Linked DNA regions of Sus scrofa: all the other regions are linked to region 2. A link is a contact called in public HiChIP or PLAC-seq and promoter capture Hi-C data. All regions are on one chromosome and are shown on one strand. Each heading gives the region's core, a stretch centred on a gene start, on an enhancer-like site or on the middle of the called end of the contact. The rest is flanking DNA. Distances are from core to core; before and after follow the strand shown.

What was found. Promoter capture Hi-C pulls out the DNA fragments that hold promoters and counts their contacts. HiChIP or PLAC-seq counts read pairs in DNA pulled down with a chosen protein or histone mark.
Region 1: a contact with region 2 is called in an H3K27ac HiChIP or PLAC-seq map of alveolar macrophages. The contact joins the enhancer-like site here to the promoter of ORC5 in region 2. A contact is called at or near these places in 18 of 47 Hi-C or Micro-C datasets (alveolar macrophages, brain, embryonic fibroblasts and 12 more) and 2 of 2 datasets of contacts at active chromatin or transcription factors (alveolar macrophages and skeletal muscle).
Region 3: a contact with region 2 is called in a promoter capture Hi-C map of liver, with 3 times the contacts expected there. The contact joins the promoter of LOC106504991 here to the promoter of ORC5 in region 2. A contact is called at or near these places in 1 of 5 promoter capture datasets (liver) and 1 of 2 datasets of contacts at active chromatin or transcription factors (skeletal muscle).

Annotation. Positions count from the first base shown.
Region 1 is chr9:104,789,395-104,792,138 of Sscrofa11.1, forward strand. All of the region lies in intron 3 of LHFPL3 (lipoma HMGIC fusion partner-like 3 protein), which reads left to right. Among named protein-coding and RNA genes, the nearest start is that of KMT2E, 86 kb to the right of the region's middle. Within about 2 kb of position 1,362, at least 1 of the 83 cell types and tissues checked has an H3K27ac peak or open chromatin away from gene starts, as enhancers often do. A contact at or near this core is called in alveolar macrophages, where this site is marked.
Region 2 is chr9:104,165,207-104,167,906 of Sscrofa11.1, forward strand. ORC5 (origin recognition complex subunit 5) reads right to left here and starts at 1,324. Exons shown (of 17, transcript XR_002335901.1): 1 at 1,112-1,324.
Region 3 is chr9:104,911,319-104,914,198 of Sscrofa11.1, forward strand. LOC106504991 reads right to left here and starts at 1,487. Exons shown (of 3, transcript XM_013979822.2): 1 at 1,182-1,487; 2 at 253-876. The coding sequence starts at 1,487. The region is part of intron 1 of KMT2E (histone-lysine N-methyltransferase 2E); the gene reads left to right.

The DNA.
Region 1 (2,744 bases), core at 112-2,611, 620 kb after region 2:
AATAGAGTTTCTCAGTGAAGGCTCTTAGATCACAGATGTGGCTTGGATCTGGCTTTAATGTGGCTATGGTGTAGGCTGGCAGCTGAGACTGATTTGACCTCTAGCCTTGGAACCTGCATAGGCTGCAAGTGCAACAGGTATACAAAGGAAAAAAAAAAAAATACTGATGTCTGCTTTCTGCCCAGATCTACCAATTCTGCCCAGATCTACCAATTCTGATTCTTTGGGAATTTTTTAGTTTAACCAGGAGACTCTTAGGTAATAAGATTTGAGAACCACTGACCTCCAAACACTTTCATCAATTTCAGTGAATTATTGTACTTTCAAAGCCTAAGAATTCAATGGTTCCATTGTATGCGTGAGAATCTAAATCCCTTGCTCTGTAAGACTAATTTGTATGCTTTGTAATTCCCAGAGGTTGAGAGCAGGTCTCTCTCAACAACTCCTTCTCCCAAGTCCTCATGCACTGAGGATGCACTGTGACCTGGGCATTGTGCCAGGGTCTGCAAGTTAACCCACCCTTACGGCTTCTCTGATCAGGGACACCCTGCATGTTTGGAGGACTTAAGACAATCTCAGGCTGCAAGAGAGGGCTTAGACATGAATCTTTAGGATTAGGAAAAGGTAATCAGGAGAGTTCTCTTGTGGCTCAGTGAGTTAAGGATCCAGCTTTGTTACTGCAGCGCCTCAGGTTGCTGCTGTGGTGCAGTTCGATCCCTGGCCCAGAAATTTCCACATGCCTTGGGTGTGGCCAAAAAAAGAAAAAGGAAATCATGATAACAGCTAAGGGACCCCCAACTCCCTTGCATCATTGTGATTCTGCTGTGTGTCGGGGGCTTTGCCTGTATTATCTCATTTCTTCTGCACCTACGAAATAGGTACAAGTATGTTGTCCCATTTTACAGATGAGGACGTGGTAGCTCAGCAGGGCTATTCCACTTGTCAGCAGTGAAACAGAGATTCACTCTCAGCAGTCAGCTTCCAGAACGCAGGCTCTTATTCACCACTATGCCAACTTCCCTGCAAGTTTGCCTTTCCCTAATAAGGCAGGAATCAGAGCGGACGCTGTGAAATGTGAATATTTTGAACAACCATGTGGCCACCCAATTTCTATTTCAATGGTGATACATTGTGTATTAAATCCATGAAACACACATGTATGCCAGGCTCTGGAGGTACAAAATGAGTCAACATGTGTCAAGAAGCTCCTGATTGCCATGACGTTGAGTCCCATAGAAAGTCCAGAATTAAAACTCAGCGCCCCCAGCTTCCTTGAGGACATTTAGCTGCACTTTTGCCTTCCTCAAATTCTCCAGGGGAAGTAGTTTCCAACTCCCTTGCATTATCATGATGTCAGAATAACAGCCAGTTTGAGTTCTTACTCAAGCCAAACTTCTCCTATGGGCATGTCATGCAATCTGGGGAACTATCATTTTTAACACCTTTCACTATTTGAAAGTCTTTTCCTCCTTCCTGAATGCTGTTAAAACATCCTGTGCTCCCAAAACTGGTCTCCTCAGTGCCATCCCTGATAATAAAAAGCAAAGCTAGGCCCAAGAGGAGCAGGGGAGTTTCTGGCTGAAGGTTTTGCAGGAGAGAGATGGGGCATGTGGTTTGTAATCATCACTGCATAGCAGTTTCTGTGGCAGTTAAAATCTAGTTAAAACAAGTTGGTCAATTCTAGCTGTGTCCCAGGCTACTTCCTGCTATGAAGGCTTCTCCACTGTCTATTCACTGTTCTTGCAAAAAAATTATTAGGAATATTTCCTGCATTCAAAAAAGAATATGATAGGGAATTCCTACAGTGGGTTAATGATCTGGCTTGTCTCTATGGCATTGCCTGTACCATCAGAGGCCCAGCACAGTGGGTCAAGGATCCAGCATTGCCATGCTGTGGTGTAGGGCACAGACACAGCTCAAATTCGATCCCTGGCCAGGGAACTTCCATGGGCCACGGGTACAGCCAAAAAAAGAAAATAAACAAACAAACAAAAAGAATGTGATAAACACATGTTTACTTGCCACTTAGCTTAAGAGAAAAAGCATAACCAGTGCCTCTATTCAGAGTTGGACTGGCATTTAATCTTGCTTCTAATCCTTTTCCCTCCCTCCCAGACACACACACACACACACACACACACACACACACACACACACACACACGACCTTTTATCTCAGGGTTTCTCTGCAACCTTACTTGACCTTCTTGAAGCCATTTCCTCTCGTGACGAGCATGACCTAGACTCTCCTGGTTCCCAGCGTACATCTTTGATTGCCCCTCTCTGCCTCCTTTAGATTGTCTTCCCTTTACAAGTTTCTGACCTTTATCCTCTGCTCTTCTCTGTATTACCTCTCTTCTCTATATTATCTGCTTCCATCATATTACCTCTCATTGACTCCCAAATCATAATGATTCACATGTCAAAATCTCTAGTCTACATGTTCCATCCAAGATTCATTTCCAAATTCCTTTGGGCATGATGGCATAGACCTGACCAGGCTGTCCCTGTAGCACCTCACATGGGCAAACCTCAGGGATTTACCCTTAATTCTGCCTGGTTTGACATTCTCAACAATGATTCAGATAGAGATATGAGCTTACCAAGTTTGTGAGGGACAAAAAGCTGTGCAGAGTGTCATATAGCTGGATAACTACAGGATGCTCTTCAACCCAAGCCAGTGAGGAACTCTCCAACTCTCTAAGTTGCAGAACATGGAAAGGAAGGGAAGGAGGTAACTAGGGG
Region 2 (2,700 bases), core at 74-2,573:
ATTATACCTGCAAGTATAAAATTTTTTTTCACATCACCTTTTCATTTTTTATTTATTTATTTATTTATTTTGTCTTTTTGCTATTTCTTTGGGCCGCTCCCACAGCATATGGAGGTTCCCAGGCTAGGGGTCGAATCGGAGCTGTAGTCTCCGGCCTACACCAGAGCCAGAGTGACGCGGGATCCGAGCCGAGTCTGCAACCTACACCACAGCTCACGGCAACGCCGGATCGTTAACCCACTGAGCAAGGGCAGGGACCGAACCCGCAACCTCGTGGTTCCTAGTCGGATTCGTTAACCACTGCGCCACGACGGGAACTCCACCTTTTCATTTTTGATGTTGAGTTTTAGTAATACGTATAACTACTCCAGTGTTTTGTATTATTAAGACAGGAATGACGTAGGTACTGACAGACAATTCATTTTATAAACAGACAATGTAAACTCAGGGTATTGATAAATACAGCGGAGTACTGTAAATGTATTTCTTTTGCTTATAATTTCCTTAACATTTCCTTTACCTTATTATAAGAATACAGAGTGTAACACAAATAACATGCAAAATATGTGTGAACTGTTTATCAGTAAGGCTATCAATACTTAAATTTGGAGGGAGTCAAAAGTTACATGCCGATTTTCCAGGCCACAGAGGGTCAGGACCCCCTAACTTCATGTGATCCAAAGGTCAACCATAATCACAAAGATTATTACATTCCAGCCACCAGGTTACGAATGTCCTTTTTACAAGACACTACGCAAACACTTCTGTTGTATAAAACCCTGTTCAGTGGGGTAGGAAGCAACTTCGAGTAGCTACTCTGGACTAACACCCTCTCAAAGCTGTAGCATGTGTAAAAAATAACACGTTGGTGCCAGCGAGCTCTAATGCAGGCCGGTCCTTCCTGGGCAGTTTTCCTCAAAAGAGACTTCTCAGAAGTTATCTGAGTGAGAAGTGGGGTTGACCTACAACATCCCCTCTCCCATGCAAAAGATGGTCTAGAGGGCCCCCCCCCCCCGCCCCACTCCAACAAAAATTTAAAAATTGGAACATGTCGCCGGACCACAGAATTGTTTGCCTCCGGAATCTGGAAAAGAGAGTTGGACCACAATACCTCTCCAAACAGGGACTGCAACGTGGACACTTGGGACTCGCGACAAAGCACTATGTTTTCCAGGTGAGGCATTCTGGCGAGCACGAGCAAACAAAGCGGCCTGCAGCCCCCCTCCCTGTCTGCGCAAGGGTCTCAGCGCTCCCGCCGGAAACCAGACTCGCGGGCTTGTGGGAGGAGCTGGCGTGGCCGTGCGTCGCCATGACGTCAGCGCGCAAAAGGCCCGTCGGCAACGCCGTAGTCTTCCCAGCGCCAAGCGCTGGGCGTTGATGTTTTGCGCCACCGGGCAGAATGGTGTTGCAGAACCTGCTTCGTTGCGCTGGGCTTCTCGGGTGCGGCGTCTTGCCACCCGTTGGTCGCGAGGACAGTGCGGGGATGTGCGAACAGAAAGCGGCGGAAGGAGCTCAGGAACCCTGTGGGCTCCCAGTGAACAACGAACCTGTGCCTTTGGTTTTCCTGCTTTGCGGCCCCAAATTTAGAAACTTTTAAGCCCTGGGAGCTTTGTCACGTAGCCCCACCGAGGAGGGGAAGGCGGTCGCGGAGGTAGACCCGCCTTCTTAGAGGGGCAGGCCGAAAGCGGGCTCAGAAGACCGGTAGTCTCAAAAGCTGGGTTTTTTCCCCCTGATGAGAGTGTGGGAAATTAATGGCGTTTGGTGTAAAAAAGACCGATAGAGTTGAAGAAACAGCTTGGAATTATTACTCAGTGCAAGCTACAAAACAGATCTGGAAAAAAAGCCTTTCCTCCTAATGGGAGGAAGTCCCTTTGTAAGTGGGTGAGGGAGACAAGAGTGAAAAACAATGCTGCTTTTAGCATAAGGCTTTCCATTTATTTGTGGAATTACCTACTGGAAACCAAACACTCTAGAAGATTCTGGAAACAAAAAGATTCAGAGGCGTTCCCTGGTTAGGCATTTCCGGCTAAGGATTGGGGTTATCATTGTGAGTCGGGTTCAGTCCCTGGCCTGGAAACTTACGCAGGTGCTACTGGATGCAGCCGAAAGGAAAAAGACATGTAGAAAGAAATGTATGATGAAAACAGGATTTGAAGCTGTTGGGTTGGGCCACTGACTCAACTACTTCCAAAGAGATCTTGAAAGAATTGTTGACCCATTCATTTTGAAAATTAACTTCCTTTTCTATAAAAGAGTGATAATAATAGCTGAGTTATTGCTAGGGGTAAAAGATTATATACTTAGTGCCTGATGTACAATGATTTAAGTCATGGGCATCATAATCAGAATCTTGTGTTTGTAATAGCCAAAAAGATCTTTTGATAGTCATGGTGTCTAACTTACCAGCTAGTCAAAATCAAATTTTAACCAATTCAAGTGCAGTTAAGTCCTTTAAGACAATTATAAAGGGTACAGTGGGACCATCCATCAAATCTTTCAGTGTTTCTTCCTAAGGGAAGCTTCTCACCTTGTGCTTCTCGTCTTTAAGCTCACGTTCAGCCTCCCTGGCCTCCTTGCTTTCTCTGGACCATGCTGAGCCTGCTCCAACTTCTTGTGACTCTGTTCTGGCAGCTATTTACATAGCATTTACATAGTATTAGATATTATAAGTAATCTAGAAGTGACTTAAAATATATGGGA
Region 3 (2,880 bases), core at 237-2,736, 750 kb after region 2:
CATCCAGCGCTGGAGGCTAGACTTGGGAGGGGGAGGGGAAGGCTGGGACAGAGGTGGTTTGGGGAGTGGGAGAGAGCGCATCCTTTTGGGAGGACGAAGGGAGAGGGAAGGGTCTTTCCCAAGGCCTAGGATCAGTATCCTTCCACCCAGTAGTGGCGCGCGCGCGCGAGCTCACCGATATCCAGACTTGAGGGCTACTCAGGGAAAAGGGATAAAGAACCAATCCCACCAAATTCCGAAACTTCCCCAAACCTTCAGTGAATTGTTGAATGCATCTGTTGTGAAACAGACGGAGACTCTGTCCACCTCTCTGCCTCCAGTTGGCCGTCTTCGAGCCTCCCTGGAGAGGCAACGGCGGGCAGCAGCCCACAAGCAAAATGGCGGCAGGCAGCTTCGTCCCCTCCCCCTCTGCCCCTGCGGAGCGGGGCGGGCGGGCCCCGTGCACTTGCCGCCGCCGCGGCCGCCGCCGCCGCCGCCGCCGCGGCCGCCGCCGCCGTCGCCGCCATTTTCCCAGAGCGAGCGGCAGTGACACTGAGCGGGCGCAGGGGGCCGAGTCGGAGACCGTGCCGGAGTCGGGAGCGGCAACAGAGGGGGCATAGACACTCTGAGCAGCCTCGCCGTCGCCTCTGCGTTCCTGCTGACTGCTTCGGTGCCCCCTCCCCTACTCCTCGGTTGCTGGTGAAGAGGCTTCGCGCTGCTGTTTGGGGAGGGGTGTGTGGAGCCGGGTCCTGTGTCCGCAGTGGCTGCTATCGGGGGGTCGCCTGACCGCGGAGGTGTGGAGAGACTCCTTGGGGGTCGAGCACATAACGGGGTTCGGGTGTCTGGTGTGTGAACATCGCAGGTCAGTGCCTGTCGTCTCCTTGGGAGTTCATGGGGCTTGCGGGATGGAGAGACGTGTGTTTCCAGGGGGAGGGGGCTTTCTCATCTTTATCCTTCCGGGGGGGCGGGGGGGAATCGACGTTGGCTCTCAGGTGTCTTGGCGGGGGCAAGACGTTGCTCGTTTGAATCGAATTTATTCTTTTTCCTCCCTGTCCCTAGAAAGGGAGCATTATGGCGGGTTTTAGGGTTGGGGAAGGGGGAAACTGGCAGTTAAACCCCCTAGAGAGTGGGAGTTAGGGAGGGGGCGCACTCCTCGCCGGCAGCGGGTTAGGGCCGCTTGGGTGAGGAGGGAGGCTTCTGACTGTTAGTGGGGTTTGTGCTCGAAGAGGTCCCAGGAGCTGCCAGCTCTCCCTTTCCTCTGCCGCATCTTGTTCAGGTGCTGGGAACCCGTATAGGCCCCATTTTCTTCTGCTACTTCCATTCTTGCCGGGCAGTCTGTGGCTTAATTTTCTCATAAATGCAAAGGGGGTGGAAAGAACGCCCTGGGTCTCTCCCTTTGTGGGAGAACGAGACCGCTCCTCATCTTCCCCGGGAGAGGGTAAACCCGCCCCTGAGGTGGTCACCCCAGTACCCAGCCTTCTCAGTCTCCTCCCCCACTCCTCTTGCATTATCGCCGTCCTTTACTGTACCGGAGGCTTAGAAGCCACAATATGGCACATTTCAGGAAAGCTGATTTTGACCAAGGGATTGGCACAAACACTGTGGCAGCAGGCACAGAAGAGAAACAAACGGTTCACTGTGCTAAACGGGGGAGGGGGAGAGAGAAAACAATCCGGAGGGCTCTCTTCCACCGGCCTCCGTTCGGTAGAGATCCGTTCTTGCCAGACTCTGTCTCAAGAACGATACAGTTTAAAGTCGAAGGGAAATCGCTGGAGTTAGCTTTAGAGTAAACCCCGTTTTGCCCATTTCCCCCCCTTTTTAGAGATGTGAATAGCGTAAGGTATTTGGAGTTCTGGAGACCTTGGAGAGAATTAAGTGAGGTGCATTCAACTCTGGACTGGAGACATCAGTACCTAATTGGCAGACAGTCCGTTTTTTCCTTGAATCTCAGAGATGGGCAGTAAAAAGTGAAATTTCCCTCTTTTGTCCTTTACAGATTCTAAAAATGGCGGCCCCAGGCTGATGTTGTGGTAATCTAATCAGCTCGGGTCCTCCACACCCCATGCAGTGCGTTTGTCTGCAGCATATTACAGGCTTATTATGTTTACATGAAAAGACTGGTTTTTGTTTTTTTTTTTCTTCCCCAATCCGTTTACACAAGTGTGTTGATTTTACTGCAAATTACAATGCTGTGTTTTAGTTGATTAATTTTATGGGTTTTTCCTGAGAGGCAAATGAAATGACACCACTTTTGAAAAAAATAAAAACACTCAGGTAGCCTTAGAAATTTCAGTAATGAGGCTGGGTGTTCTTGAATATTTTTAAAAAAATTATTTGGGGACAAAAAACAGTTTCTGTTTGGTTTAGCCCAAGCGTCTATTATTCAGTAACAAAGTAAATTAAAATATTTAGCAAGTGTAAAGTATTACACTATTTTGTATGATTAAACGTTTTAATCTGGAGTGGAACGTTTCCCATCCAACTCTTGACCAGTTTTTTGAATTTTGGTTTTTGTACTCTTTGAGTTTAATTTTTAGGGAGCTGTACAAACAAGCCTAAACCTGTTACTTCACTGGGTGTGGAGATACTTGTTCTCACTATTATATTTTGCATCCATTTTTCCCATATATTAAAGCATTCCTTAGGAATTCCTTAGATTAATTAATTGTGAATTTGATAAAGTGGAGTTCCATGCTTTGTTGCCCTTTGAAATTGTCTTCTAGCATGCTGTCAGAATTCTGTAAGTAAAAAAGTGAGGCTGTAGTTCTTAATTTTTTTTCCTTCCCAAACATGCCCATTTATCCCACCTGTTATGGGATGTGGGATTTAGTCTGTTTTAGTAGACTTTAAATTAAAACCATATCAATAATAGGGTCTTGAATCCATTTTGTGCTTATATCA